2 separate regions of the Triticum aestivum genome follow, and region 2 is linked to region 1. The links are chromatin contacts, called in public Hi-C maps. All regions are on one chromosome and are shown on one strand. The core of a region is the stretch at or near the end of the contact, and the rest is flanking DNA. Distances in the headings are between cores, read along the strand shown. Region 1 holds the start of LOC123189651 (endoglucanase 12). Region 2 holds the start of LOC123189655 (corepressor interacting with RBPJ 1).

Evidence for each region. Hi-C and Micro-C count contacts between places; a contact is called where the count stands out from the background.
Region 2: a Hi-C map of leaf shows a contact between it and region 1, with 5 times the contacts expected there. The contact joins the promoter of LOC123189655 here to the promoter of LOC123189651 in region 1. A contact is called at or near these places in 2 of 5 Hi-C or Micro-C datasets (both in leaf).

Annotation. Positions count from the first base shown.
Region 1 is chr2A:597,188,267-597,194,990 of IWGSC CS RefSeq v2.1, forward strand. It overlaps LOC123189651 (endoglucanase 12), which reads left to right and starts at 1,666. Exons shown (of 4, transcript XM_044602114.1): 1 at 1,666-2,233; 2 at 2,951-3,258; 3 at 3,943-4,713; 4 at 4,800-5,479. The coding sequence starts at 1,867. The coding sequence ends at 5,213.
Region 2 is chr2A:597,392,630-597,398,725 of IWGSC CS RefSeq v2.1, forward strand. It overlaps LOC123189655 (corepressor interacting with RBPJ 1), which reads left to right and starts at 1,552. Exons shown (of 5, transcript XM_044602117.1): 1 at 1,552-1,905; 2 at 2,105-2,206; 3 at 2,987-3,131; 4 at 3,248-3,294; 5 at 3,469-3,959. The coding sequence starts at 1,816. The coding sequence ends at 3,678.

The sequences.
Region 1 (6,724 bases), core at 416-2,915:
ATAGTGTAAATATTTATGTAATCATTTTTATCTTCTGTATCAGCACAAGTAGCTAGGCACTTTCTACTCCTTATCCCATGGATGAATCTTCCAGCTATTAATGTGGGTGCACCGATGAATCTTAACAAACGTAGAAACATATGCTCTAGTAATGGAGCTGGCAAGGCAACATATCCTATTTGGAAAATTAATGGAAATACTATAATTTCTAGTTAAAATAATAAGATGTGCATACTAAAAGTACATTTCCTTGGACAACATTAGACAAACAAGAATGGCTCGAGCCGCATTGGGTCCATATACGACAATTGGTTCATAACTAGAAAAATGTTGGCTAGAAAGCGACATTTTAGAGTTGGTTGAGTATAAGTAAAACGTTTATGTCATATATTGCATTCTGAAACAACCAAGCTAGCCTGGCGATTAATTTCAAGAGCAACTAGTGTCTGGAAACTAATCGTGATACTTGTTCTCAAGGGGGGAAATATTTAGTGTTATGTTGGGGTTTCTTGTTGATGATTGAATTTTTGAAACATACGCAATGGAAAATGAGCGAAAGGAACTTATTTGTACACACGTACTCTCACTGCCTCTATGCCGACATAGAAGAAGATGCCGCCATGATGGAAAATGAGCCAAATCAACTTCTTTCTACACTAGCACATCGCCACCGCCATGGCACTGCAGCTTGGATAACAAACCCTGAAAACATAGGGAAAAAAAAGCATAATACAAAGGAACTAGCCCCTTGCATCGCTGCGTCAGAGTAGCGAACTAAGGACGCCAGCGGGAAGGGGGGAGCCGGGGAGGGGTTGATGTGGCATCACCTCTGCAAACCATTCAATCTCAATTCACCTTTTTTTCGAAAAGGAGATTATCCCGGCCACTGCATTACAGGATGCACACAATCATAATACTCAGTTTACATGGTTTTGGTTATTATTGTGTTGTATGTACTTACTGAGCCGAGAGCACTGGCTACAAAAGAGAGTAGGGTGTTTTGGTGACCGAGCTCCATAGAGCCCTTTATTTTTGAAAAATTCAAAATTCAAACTTTTTGACTTCAAAAAATTCTGAAAATAAATATGCAACTATACACGGATGAAATGTATGTGTGTGTAAAAATTCAAGATGAAATACTTCGAAATGCGACCTATAGAAAAAAGACAAATTTCTGGTCTTTGAGGATGAATAGTAACATGTGTTAAAAAGCCTCAGATTTGTCTTTTTTGCACAGCCTTCATTTCAACGTATTTCGTCCTAAAAATTTACGCACATGTGTGTTATGCCTCCATGTATATCTGTAATTTTTTTCAAATTTTCTTGAATTGTAAAAATATGAATTTTCATGAATTTTGTGTTTTTCAAAAACCGGCCTTCATGGAGGCCGAGCTCCAAGAGGCATTTTTGCATAAAAACCACTAAAAAACCGCTAATATTGGAACTAGTAGAAAGGCGCGCATCATTTTGTTGGTGGCCGTAGCAGTGCAGCACAAGCGGTAAATCAGCACGGCAAAAAGTTAACACATGAAGAGCCGACCCCAACAACCCTTCGTTCCCCTCCCACTCCCACTCTCTCCCAGTCCCCACACGGTGCGGGTGCGACGGTGGCACGCCTCCCCCAGCTCCTCCAAGTCAACCGCCCCCCTCCCCTCCCCTTCAAAACTCCCCACCCGGCCACCGCACCACACCCAGCTTCTTCCGGCCTCCGCACCTCACCGCCAGTAACCCACAGCACTCCCCAGCTGGGTGTCCGGCTCCGGCCGTTCATGCGCTGATCGACCGCCCGAAACCGCGCGCGCGCGAGCCAACTCCGACCAAGAAAGCCCCAGCGGCCGGCGGCCGTCCAGGAGGGGGGGAGCCACCATGCACTCCCAGAACCACTGGGGCGGGGCGTTCGACATCGACGGCGCGGAGGACGACCAGAGCCGCAACATGGACATCGACCGCGGCGCGCTGCAGCACCAGCACCAGCTGGACGAGACGCAGCAGAGCTGGCTGCTCGGCCCGCCGGAGGCCAAGAAGAAGGACCGCTACGTCGACCTCGGCTGCGTCGTCGTCAAGCGCAAGCTCCTCTGGTGGATGCTCTGGGCCGTCCTCGGCGCCTTCGTCCTCATCGGCCTCCCCATCATCATCGCCAAGAACATCCCCAAGAAGAAGCCCCACGCCCCGCCCCCCGACAAGTACACCGACGCCCTCCACAAGGCCCTCCTCTTCTTCAACGCCCAGAAATGTGAGCTCCCCTCCTCCTTCTTCACTCCTCCACCTCCTCTGCTTCTGCTCTGCTTATGGATGATCAATTCTCTGATTCCTAGTGCTCTGCGGATCCGCCTTTGATCGAGTCCCAAGTCTGTCTGAACTCAAGAATTCGCGTAGAAATCGCTGCGTAACAGTAGAACATTAAATCTTGTACGTAGTTTTGATCTGTGATCTTAAGTGCGCAATTACACCTTGATCTTGAATCTTGATCTTGATGGCAAGCAAAAAGGGAGAAAGAAAGGGAGACCACCACGTAGTCTGTGATCGGGAGCTGGGTACAGCTGCGTACGACGGCAACCCCCACGCTTGGAATGTTATGCCGTCCTGCTCACGGTCTGTCCCTGCCCCCTCGCAGAAAGTGACAAGCTGATATTCAGAGAAATCTCTGGAAATTTCAAAGTACGAATCTCGGCACGTTCACGCACATGTAGGCCAGCCAGTTGATCCATTCTTTAGCTTAGCCCCGCACATGGATGTCGCGGTAGATCTTGCCTATGCTCTGCTTCTGGATCTCGCCAGATGCAAAGCATCCGCATTTCTAGATCCTGATCTGCCTTGCAAGTTGAATTGTCAGCTTCTTACTAGGAGTGCTTTACAAGCTTAATCTTGTCTACTGTAATCAGAAATTCAGAATTCGGTAGTACCGTTCATGGATCTAACGAACATTTTGCTGTTTGTGGTGATATGACAGCCGGCAAGCTTCCTAAGAACAACGGCATCCCGTGGCGCGGGAACTCGGGGATGAAGGACGGCGCGGACCTGCCGGACGTGAAGGGCGGCCTGGTGGGCGGGTACTACGACGCCGGCGACAACATCAAGTTCCACTTCCCGATGGCCTTCTCCATGACGCTGCTGAGCTGGTCGGTGGTGGAGTACGCCGACAGGTACAAGGCGATCGGGGAGTACGACCACGTGAGGGAGCTCATCAAGTGGGGAACCGACTACCTGCTGCTCACCTTCAACTCCTCCGCCTCCACCATCAACAAGCTCTACAGTCAGGTGAGCTCTCCCCATCACTCCGTCCGTCCATCTCGACCGTTCGTTGAAAATCGCACGGTGAAAACATCAAGCAAGCATTTAAAGAGCGAGACTTTTTTGGAAATCATATTTGAAAGTAAGTTCAGTTGAGAACATTAACTAGAAAAGGCATATACGGAGGAGAGCTTTGCTTAAAGTGGTGCTTTTCATCTGTTGAATGTAGAAAGCATAAAGATAGAGAAAGGGGGTGTGCAATAATGCGACTGGCGTGGCCGATTCAGTGTGCACCGCCCAACAGCTAGCCTTGTTTTCCAGCAAGAAATGTTGATGGGCACGCACGCGGCACAGCCAACAACCTTTGACTCTTATCACTTGAGATCAGTAGGCTATCTAGGGTTCGACCCCCAATTATCTACTCCCTCCGTTCCGATTTACTCGTCGTAATTTTAGTTCAAAGGGAGTACATGCTAACATGTGCTTAGCGGGGCATGTCATGTTACCCCAACTCTCCAAGCCAATTTAACTATCCTCACTGCAGCTCATTCAGAGTACCAAGTAGTAGAGTAGCTGTTCATTTTGGTGTTCACGATCCGATCCGAAGATGCTCTCCAACTTGTGCTCACATTTTTGTCACACCCGATCGGTTCACCATCACAAAGCAAAATACAAAGGAAAATTTTGACACGTTCGTGCTTGTGCCTGCAGGTGGGTACTGCCAAGATCAACGGCAGCACGCCGGACGACCACTACTGCTGGAACCGGCCGGAGGACATGGCGTACCCGCGGCCGGTGCAGCAGGCGAGCGCGGCGCCGGACCTGGGCGGCGAGGTGGCGGCGGCGCTGGCCTCCGCCTCCATCGTGTTCCGCGACAACCCGGCCTACTCCAAGAAGCTGGTGAGGGGCGCGGCGACGGTGTACAAGTTCGCGCGCGCCAACGGGAAGCGCACCCCCTACTCGCGGGGCAACCCGGCCATCGAGTACTACTACAACTCCACCAGCTACTGGGACGAGTTCATGTGGAGCGCCTCCTGGATGTACTACGCCACCGGCAACAACAGCTACATCAGCTTCGCCACCGACCCGCGTCTCCCCAAGAACGCCAAGGCCTTCTTCAACATCCTCGACTTCTCCGTCTTCAGCTGGGACAACAAGCTCCCCGGCGCCACGCTGCTGCTCTCGCGCCTCCGCATGTTCCTCAACCCCGGCTACCCCTACGAGGAGTCGCTCATGGGATACCACAACGTCACCAGCATGAACATGTGCATGTATTTTCCCAAGTTCAATGCGTTTAACTTCACCAAGGGCGGCCTCGCGCAGTTCAACCACGGCCAGGGCCAGGCGCTGCAGTACGCCGTCGCCAACTCCTTCCTCGCCGCGCTCTACGCCGACTACATGGAGTCCGTCAACGTCCCCGGCTGGTACTGCGGCCCCAACTTCATGACCGTCGACGACCTCCGCTCCTTCGCCAAATCCCAGGTATTTCTTCTTCTTTTAACCGATCTTATCGTCGTTGGTAAATTATGCAATGCGTGGCTTAACTGTGTGTCATGGTGGTCGAGCAGCTGAACTACATTCTTGGGGACAACCCGATGAAGATGAGCTACGTGGTGGGGTACGGCAAGAAGTACCCGAAGCGGCTGCACCACCGCGGGGCGTCCACGCCCAAGAACGGGATCAAGTACTCGTGCACCGGCGGCAACAAGTGGCGCGACTCCAAGAAGGCCGACCCTCACGTGCTCGTCGGCGCCATGGTCGGCGGCCCGGACAAGAACGACAAGTTCAAGGACGCGAGGATCAGCTACGCGCAGAACGAGCCCACGCTGGTCGGCAACGCCGGGCTCGTCGCCGCGCTCGTCGCCATCACCAACAGCGGCCGCGGCACGGGCGTCGGCGCCGTCGACAAGAACACCATGTTCTCCGCCGTGCCGCCCATGTTCCCCGCCGCCCCGCCGCCGCCGGCCACGTGGAAGCCGTGAGGAGAGCTCTGCCCGGCCGGCCGGTTTTTACGCCGGCGTTGAGCAGATCGATCAGGTTCGGTTGGTAGTGCAATTTTCTGGCCATCATGTAAAATTCTTTTGTATTATACGTACACACGTTAACCGTGGCGCGCGATACGACGGTGGCATGCCTCACGCATGGCCTGTACTACTGTAGATGTTTCTTGTGCACAATTTGGGTATGGACAATTAATGGATACTTGTTGATTCCCAGAGAAGAACTAATGGAGTAAGTGTTCACAGTATCATGCCATCTCCAATGCTCGATCGCTCTCTAGCCGCTTTGCAATGAACAAAATAAATATCTGAAGAATCTAGCACTATCGGTTCGCGGGAATTAGTGACAGGGAATGGGAGAGGTATAAGTCGTATAAGACTTGATGAAAGAAAACTACAATATAAGGAGTATAATACAAGGCATATAATTCACTGTTTGGTTGAATAGCGAGAGAAGGGGAAAGGGAATTAAGAGCATCTTTAGCCGACCCCTTCTAATTTAACTCCTTATATGCCTCCTCAAGCTTGACTCCTCAAAAGAGGAACATCACGCATGCTCACTCACTCACTTCACTTCACACCATGTCATGCCGCGTCACGTGCGCGTTGCGACATGACTCATGAATTGAGTTCGTGTTCAGGCTAATGTTATATGCCTTGTTGAAAGAACTAAAATTTTGCACGATAATCTACTACCCAGTTTTGGGTGTATGGGTGTACGCAACACTCGAGCTCATTATTGACACATTTTGTACTTTGAGAGAGTTTTTCCCACCACATGTCAGTTGGATCTCTTCACACTCCCACATGTCCTCTCCATATAAAAGAAATACAGAGGAGGGAGAGTACACCTAACAGATAGCAGTAGATAGAACATACACTCTCGCAGAGTTCCTTGTGGTGAGTTGCTTTTTTGGCGATCCCATCCTGACGACCGCGTGCACGACCGTACGGGAGAGAAGACCTCTGAATCCGTGTGTCCCATGAGAATATGCACCGAGATGAGGGGCGATAAGGTTTTTGGGAAACGGCACGACGTGACTTCTCGCTCAAGTTCGACTACGTCATCGAGCCCTATCTGCGTGCTTCCACTACTTTCTCTACGACAGCCGATGACTTGGTCTTCACCACCATGGTTGGCGATGCTATTGCACCGGAGTTTCTAGTGAACTCGTATGTTCTGAACCTCTCTCCGTTAACATGTGCCTTTGGTTAATATCTGTACATGCTAGATGTCCCTAGTATGTGGTATGCGACTTGCCATGTTAGTATTCCACTGATGATGTTAATCTGGATTAAAATTAATAAAAAATTGCCTAATATCCTAATAATTCAAAAATCTTATATGTTTAGGCAATTTTCGTTGACACTCTGCTGCTGCTTTGTAACCGAGCCTACTTATGGGTGCTTGCTGATAACCCACAAGTATAGGGGATCACAACAGTTTTCGAGGGTAGAGTATTCAACCCAAATTTATAGATTCGACACAAGGG
Region 2 (6,096 bases), core at 302-2,801, 200 kb after region 1:
CCCTGCCGAGATCACCGTTGCTTCCACCACCACGCCGTCGTGTTGCTGGATCTCCATCAACCTCTCCTTCCCCCTTGCTGGATCAAGAAGGAGGAGACGTCTTCCCAACCGTACGTGTGTTGAACGCGGAGGTGCCGTCCATTCGGCGCTAGGTCATCGGTGATTTCGATCACGACGAGTACGACTCCATCAACCCCGTTCTCTTGAACGCTTCCGCGCGCGATCTACAAGGTTATGTAGATGCACTTCCCTCTCCCTCGTTGCTAGATGACTCCATAGATTGATCTTGGTGATGCGTAGAAAATTTTAAAATTCTGCTACGTTCCCCAACATACCTAACTCTGGCGGGTTAGGACAAATGCATTAAATTTGCCGTGAGGTGTCACGCTGGTGATGCTTGTCAGCAATGACCGTCTCCCCTTCTGTGCCATTCGCCCAACTACCTCTTATAATCTTGACACGCCTCTGGGACGGGTGTCATTAAAGTTGTATCTTCGGTGGTGAGCTGACATGTGCCCAGACATAGCTCACCAAACAGCCCTCCCGCTCGACACCTATTTGACAGGCGACTGGTGTGCCGCTGAGGTGGAGCGATGGAACTGTAGTGGGAGCTTACCGGCCACGGAGCTTGCCGGGTCTTCGCTTGTCGTTAAGTAGCTTGCCGGCAACCAAAGTATTGATCTTCAATACTAACTTAGTACTTCCTGACGGCCTGCCTAGAGGTCTTCTTCATGGTTTTAATAACCAAGTCTTATGCCTTGTGTGGAGATGCCCTCTGGCAAAGCCCTGTCGTTGGGAAGGCTACAACTACATGTGCACGAGTTAGGGTACTAAGGCACTCATGTCTTAGTACACCAACAACCTTGTATGGATCTTCACAGTGATCCTGGGAACTTAATTTGTAGGGTAATTTTTTTGTTTTGTTTTCTATTATGTTTATCAACAACAACTTCACATTAAAGTCATCGGACGGGAGGAAGAGGGGAGGGGAGGTGATCCAACGAACTCAACTATATCGGGTTGGGTGAGTGTGTAGTACGTTTGCTCCGATCTCATGCCATCTCAATGTATTTTTCTTCCTAAATGAATTTGACACCTCCTTGACCATTAGAACTGACAATCTAAAGTTAATGTTATTCAACCAAATTAATTTACTCGGGTCATAACCCATGTCTTGAGCTCACACCACGATCCTCAAATGTCAACCAACAAACTTTAATTCATACGAAGTAATGTTTTCTTTTGTTGCAACACACGTACATTTATGCTAATATAAACAAAGAAGAGATGCGCCCTTGCTCAATCCGACCTGGGGAAATATCATGTGCTACCAACGTTTAGGTGATACCGTGATACGGGCTCTTGGTAACGTTGGATATCAGATCAAACGGCTCCTATGAGCTATTAAACATTTTACAAAAAAAATCATCGAAGAATCTTGAAATTGCGTGCAGGTACAACAACTCCTTATATGCCGTCGGATCTGAGATCCAACGGTTCAGACGTCCGTATCATGGTAGCATATGAAGACCGGTATCCAGCCATCCAGTTCCGATCAGACGGTAGACACGCGGCCGCAGCAGCAGCCCGCGGGCGGAGAGTTCCTCCCACAGGCCAGAGCCAGAGGAGGGGAGGCCTTCCTTCCCCTTCCCCCATCTTCTCCTTTACCTTATCGGCGTCATCGCCATCACCCGTCATAACTCGCGGCCGCACGCGTCGTACCAAAAGGAGGGAGGAAAAAGGGATCTCCACTCCACTCCGCCTCCCCCTCCGCCCCGCACGGTTCCAATCTGGTTCTCGGCCCAGCAATCGAGGATGGGGAAGAACCAGGCGTACAAGGCGATGCAGCGGGCGCGGCTGGGCTCGTCCTCCGGCGCCCCCGGCGAAGGGGAGGAAGACGGCATGGTCGGTCCCCTTCCTCACCCCCCTTACCACAGATCCTTAATCCCCCCTAGTTCCAAGCTCGCAGCAATCCATATCTGATTGCTCCGCCCGCAAACCCTATCTAGATCTGCCGGGACGTCCATGGCGAATCTTGCTGCTTGTAGATGCTTTCTTTTCCTTTTGATGATGAGGGGACTTTTACTAACGAGGGCCGTCACAGACGGACGGTTCATTTCATTCTCCAGAGTGGCACGCGGCGCGCTTGGCCAGCCTCAACAAGACCCACACCCTCACGTGGGAGGAGTTCAAGAAGAAGCAGAAGGTATGCGCGGCCTCGGCTTGCTCTCTGCTGGCTTTTGTTGGTGGATTTAGTTTCTTCGCTCTGTAATTTTGGCCATGATTTTATCCATGCTGCTGCTTAAGCTCTGCGATGTGCTATTTGTGCTCCTATTTTATGTTAAATGTATGATGGAAGCTGAATTTCAGGCATACTGCCTTGTATGTGATGCCCAAGTTTGTTTTGGCCTGGTGTGGAATGGCGATTGACTTTATAGTGCATATAGCAACGAATTAAGCTACGTTGTAGCATAGGAGGGAAATTAGCAGCCTGAACTTTGGCAGTGGAAGCTTGGTCCTGTGCCACCCAGGGTCTAGTCGTCCTTCCTCTGGTTTGCTGACCTTTGAGTTTCTCTAGCATCGGTTTGCCATCAGACATTAGACTCGTGCTACCGTAAAAGGTAGTACAACCATTTGTCAGTGGCACACCCATTATTGCAGCCATCCACGATAGTTTACCTAGCTTCAGAAGTCTAATGATGCCATTTACTTGGTTTTCACTTGTTCTCTTTGATAAATAGCAACTTAGACGGAGTATGTATATGCTGATTCCAAACAGATCAACCTAGGTCCGCATTAGGCGGGGTGGGGTTTACTTGGCAAAGCTTTATTGTTTTCTGCATTGACTCCACATGGTTATTGGCTTACTAGTTAGCACTATAGATCAGGCTCAGCCTTTTTGTACTTATAAGGTCACTGTGTGGCTATAATAGTTATCTATTATCAGTACCTTCATAGTAATTAATGATGCTCTTGTCCCCTATAGGACGAGGAGCTAAAGAGAGGTGAGGTGGAGGCTGACAAAGATAAAATGATGAGAGAGTATAGAGCTCAACTGGATGCTGAAAGGGCCCAAAAGCTTGGTCGTGGAAGAGACGTTGTAAAGTCAAAATCATCATCTTCCAAGAAAGGTAAATCAACTTAATGACGTGCTGAACGATGTTTGTTACATTTAGGTCCCAGTAGGTGAACTCTTTCTTAAATCTATCCCATGTGTTGAGTTTCTGACAAAGAATTATGGATACAGAAAAGAAGGAAAAGGACGCAAAGAAACGGATTAAAAAGAGGAGGAAGGTATTACTCTCAAATACAAATGTAATAATTGGCCACATCATGATGAATGGAAAACACCAAAAAGTATCCGCTATATAAATGATTCTAGATATAAGCATTTTTTTTACCTTCTCCTGTTGGGATGAATTTGGGAAACAAAAATGGTCCTACTTGCTCACTTCTGCATTCTTACAGCACAGAAGTTCGTCAGAAAGTTCCAGCTCATCAGAATCATCAAGTAGTGATGATGAGGACAGGGGTTCAAGAAAATCCCGATCCCGATCAAGATCAAAGCGAAGTAAGAAAGATAAGAAGCACAGGTCCCGATCCAAGCATGCGGGAAGTGACAGCGAGGAGGAAGGCCCTGTTCGCCTCTCGAAATTCTTTGGGAATGCAAAGAATTAGATGCTATATCGATACGCCCAATACCAATTTGCTTGCACCTGAGGTCATATCATTTTGAATCGTCAATTGGTGGGTGTTGATTGTATTCTATTGAGACGACTCTCAGAAGGTTGTGGGAACCAGTTTCCATGTTGTTTCTCAACAGAATGTTCGGTAACTGGAGGTTTAGGTGTTGAACCATTATATGGTATCCTGCAACTTGTAAGAAATATCAAATCATTGTTACATTGTTGTACTTGATGGATAGTGACAGTATTTATATTCGATTTGAACTGCTTTAATTCTTTTCAGAACTTGATATTTATATTATTTATCTTTGGTTGATCTTTAGATCTCTTTTATGAGAATTGGCTTCTCTGTTGGTGTATTTGCTGTGAGCTATGAAAAATACAGTCCCCTCCGTCTCTATGTTTGATTAAATTCACACAAAAAAAATATTAACACGTAGTACTATATATATACACATGTTCTACCTCTGTAACTAAATATAAGATGTTTTTGCAGTTTCTCTTCAGTAACTAAATATAAGATTTTTTTCCCTCAAATTTTTTTTAAGACTTTTGCAGTTCATTTGAACGATAGTACAATACAAAATAAGTAAAATATGAAAAAAAATATCATAATGAATCTGATGATACTGATTTGGTATTTGTGGATAAACTTGGTCAAATTCAGTGTAGTATGACATTAATTTTTATAAAAAAGTAGAGGTATTACCTTGCTAACAATTGGCAGAGAAGAAAAAAAGTGTAGCATCCTTGCAAATGAACAAAATTTATCTTTCCCGGTGATTTTTTTTCTTTTCTTTTTTGACATCTCCCGATGGCACACTGGCACTGGCTAATTTTTTTAAAATAATACATTTTTTATATTAAATTTCAGAAATATTACGCTGTAATTATATTTTTTAAAAATATTAACCAATCGGCCTACTGCTGATCGATTGGACCCAGTCGGCCTGCTGCTGGCCGATTGGCCCCCAATGGCCCACTGCGGGCTGATTGGATCCAGTCGGTCCACTGTTGGCCGATTGGCCTCAGTCGGCCCACTGCTGGCCGATTGACACCCAGTCTGCTTCCTCTAGGCCGACAGGTGCATGCACCCATTTATCTGATAAATAGGTATTTGAAAAATGTTGAAGAAGTATTTGAAAAAAATGTTGATCATGCATATAAAAATATTAATCAAGCATTAAAAAAATATTAAACAAGTATTTTAAAGTTGTTGAACAAATATTTCAAAAATGTTGAATAGGTATATGAAAATATTAAAGAAGCATTTTAAAAAATGTTGATCATGTATATAAAAATGTTAATCAAGCATTTGCAAAAGATGTTGAACAAGTATTTTAAAAAATGTTGAAAAATATTTGAAAAAATATTAATCATGTATATAAAAATGTTGAACAAGTACTTGTAAAAATGTTCAACAAGTGTTTGAAAAAATAATAATCATGTATATAAAAATGTTGAACAAGTATTTGTAAAAATGTTGATCATGTATATAAAAATGTTGAACAAGTATTTAGAATATGTTGAACAAGTATTTAAAAAAATGTTAAACAAGTATTTGAAAAAAAGTTTAACATCTGAAAGCTGGTGGGGTAGTTATTAGCCACGTTGGGGATCGATGCCTGGTCTCCATGGCAATCACCAGAGCAGCTAACCACCGCATTAGTTTCCAATTGCTGGTTAGAAAAGGGATCACGACCAACTAGAGATGACTGAGCCGGTCTTCTCCATTATTTCATTCTTTTTTTTTCTTTTTTCTATATTTTTTTAAATACTTGTTCAAAAAAATTAAATACTTGTTCAAATTTTTTCAAATACTTGTTCAACATTTTTATATACATGATCAACATTTTTATTTACATGATCAATATTTTTTAAAATACTTGTTCAATATTTTTTTTCAAATACTTGTTCAACATTTTTTTTAAATATGCCTTCAACATTTGTTGCAAATGCTTGATTAACATTTTTATATATACATGATCAACATTTTTTAAAATACTTCTTCAACATTGTTCACATACCTATTCGACGGTTTTCAAATATTTGTTCAACATTTTCAAATACTTGTGCAACATTTTTAAAAAATGCTTGATTAACATTTTTATATGCATGATCAACATTTTTTCAAATACTTCTTCAACATTTTTCAAATACCTATTCAACAAATAGATGGGTGCATGCACCTGTCGGCCTAGAGAAAACAGACTGAGTGCCAATAGGCCAGCAGTGGGCCGACTGGGGCCAATCGGCCAGCAGTGGGCCGACTGGATCCAATCGACCGGCAGTGGGCTGACTGGGGGCCTATCGGCCAGCAGTAGGCCGATTGGATCTAATCGGCCAGCAGTAGGCCAACTGGATAATATTTTTAAAAAATATAAATACAACGTAATATTTCTAAAATTTA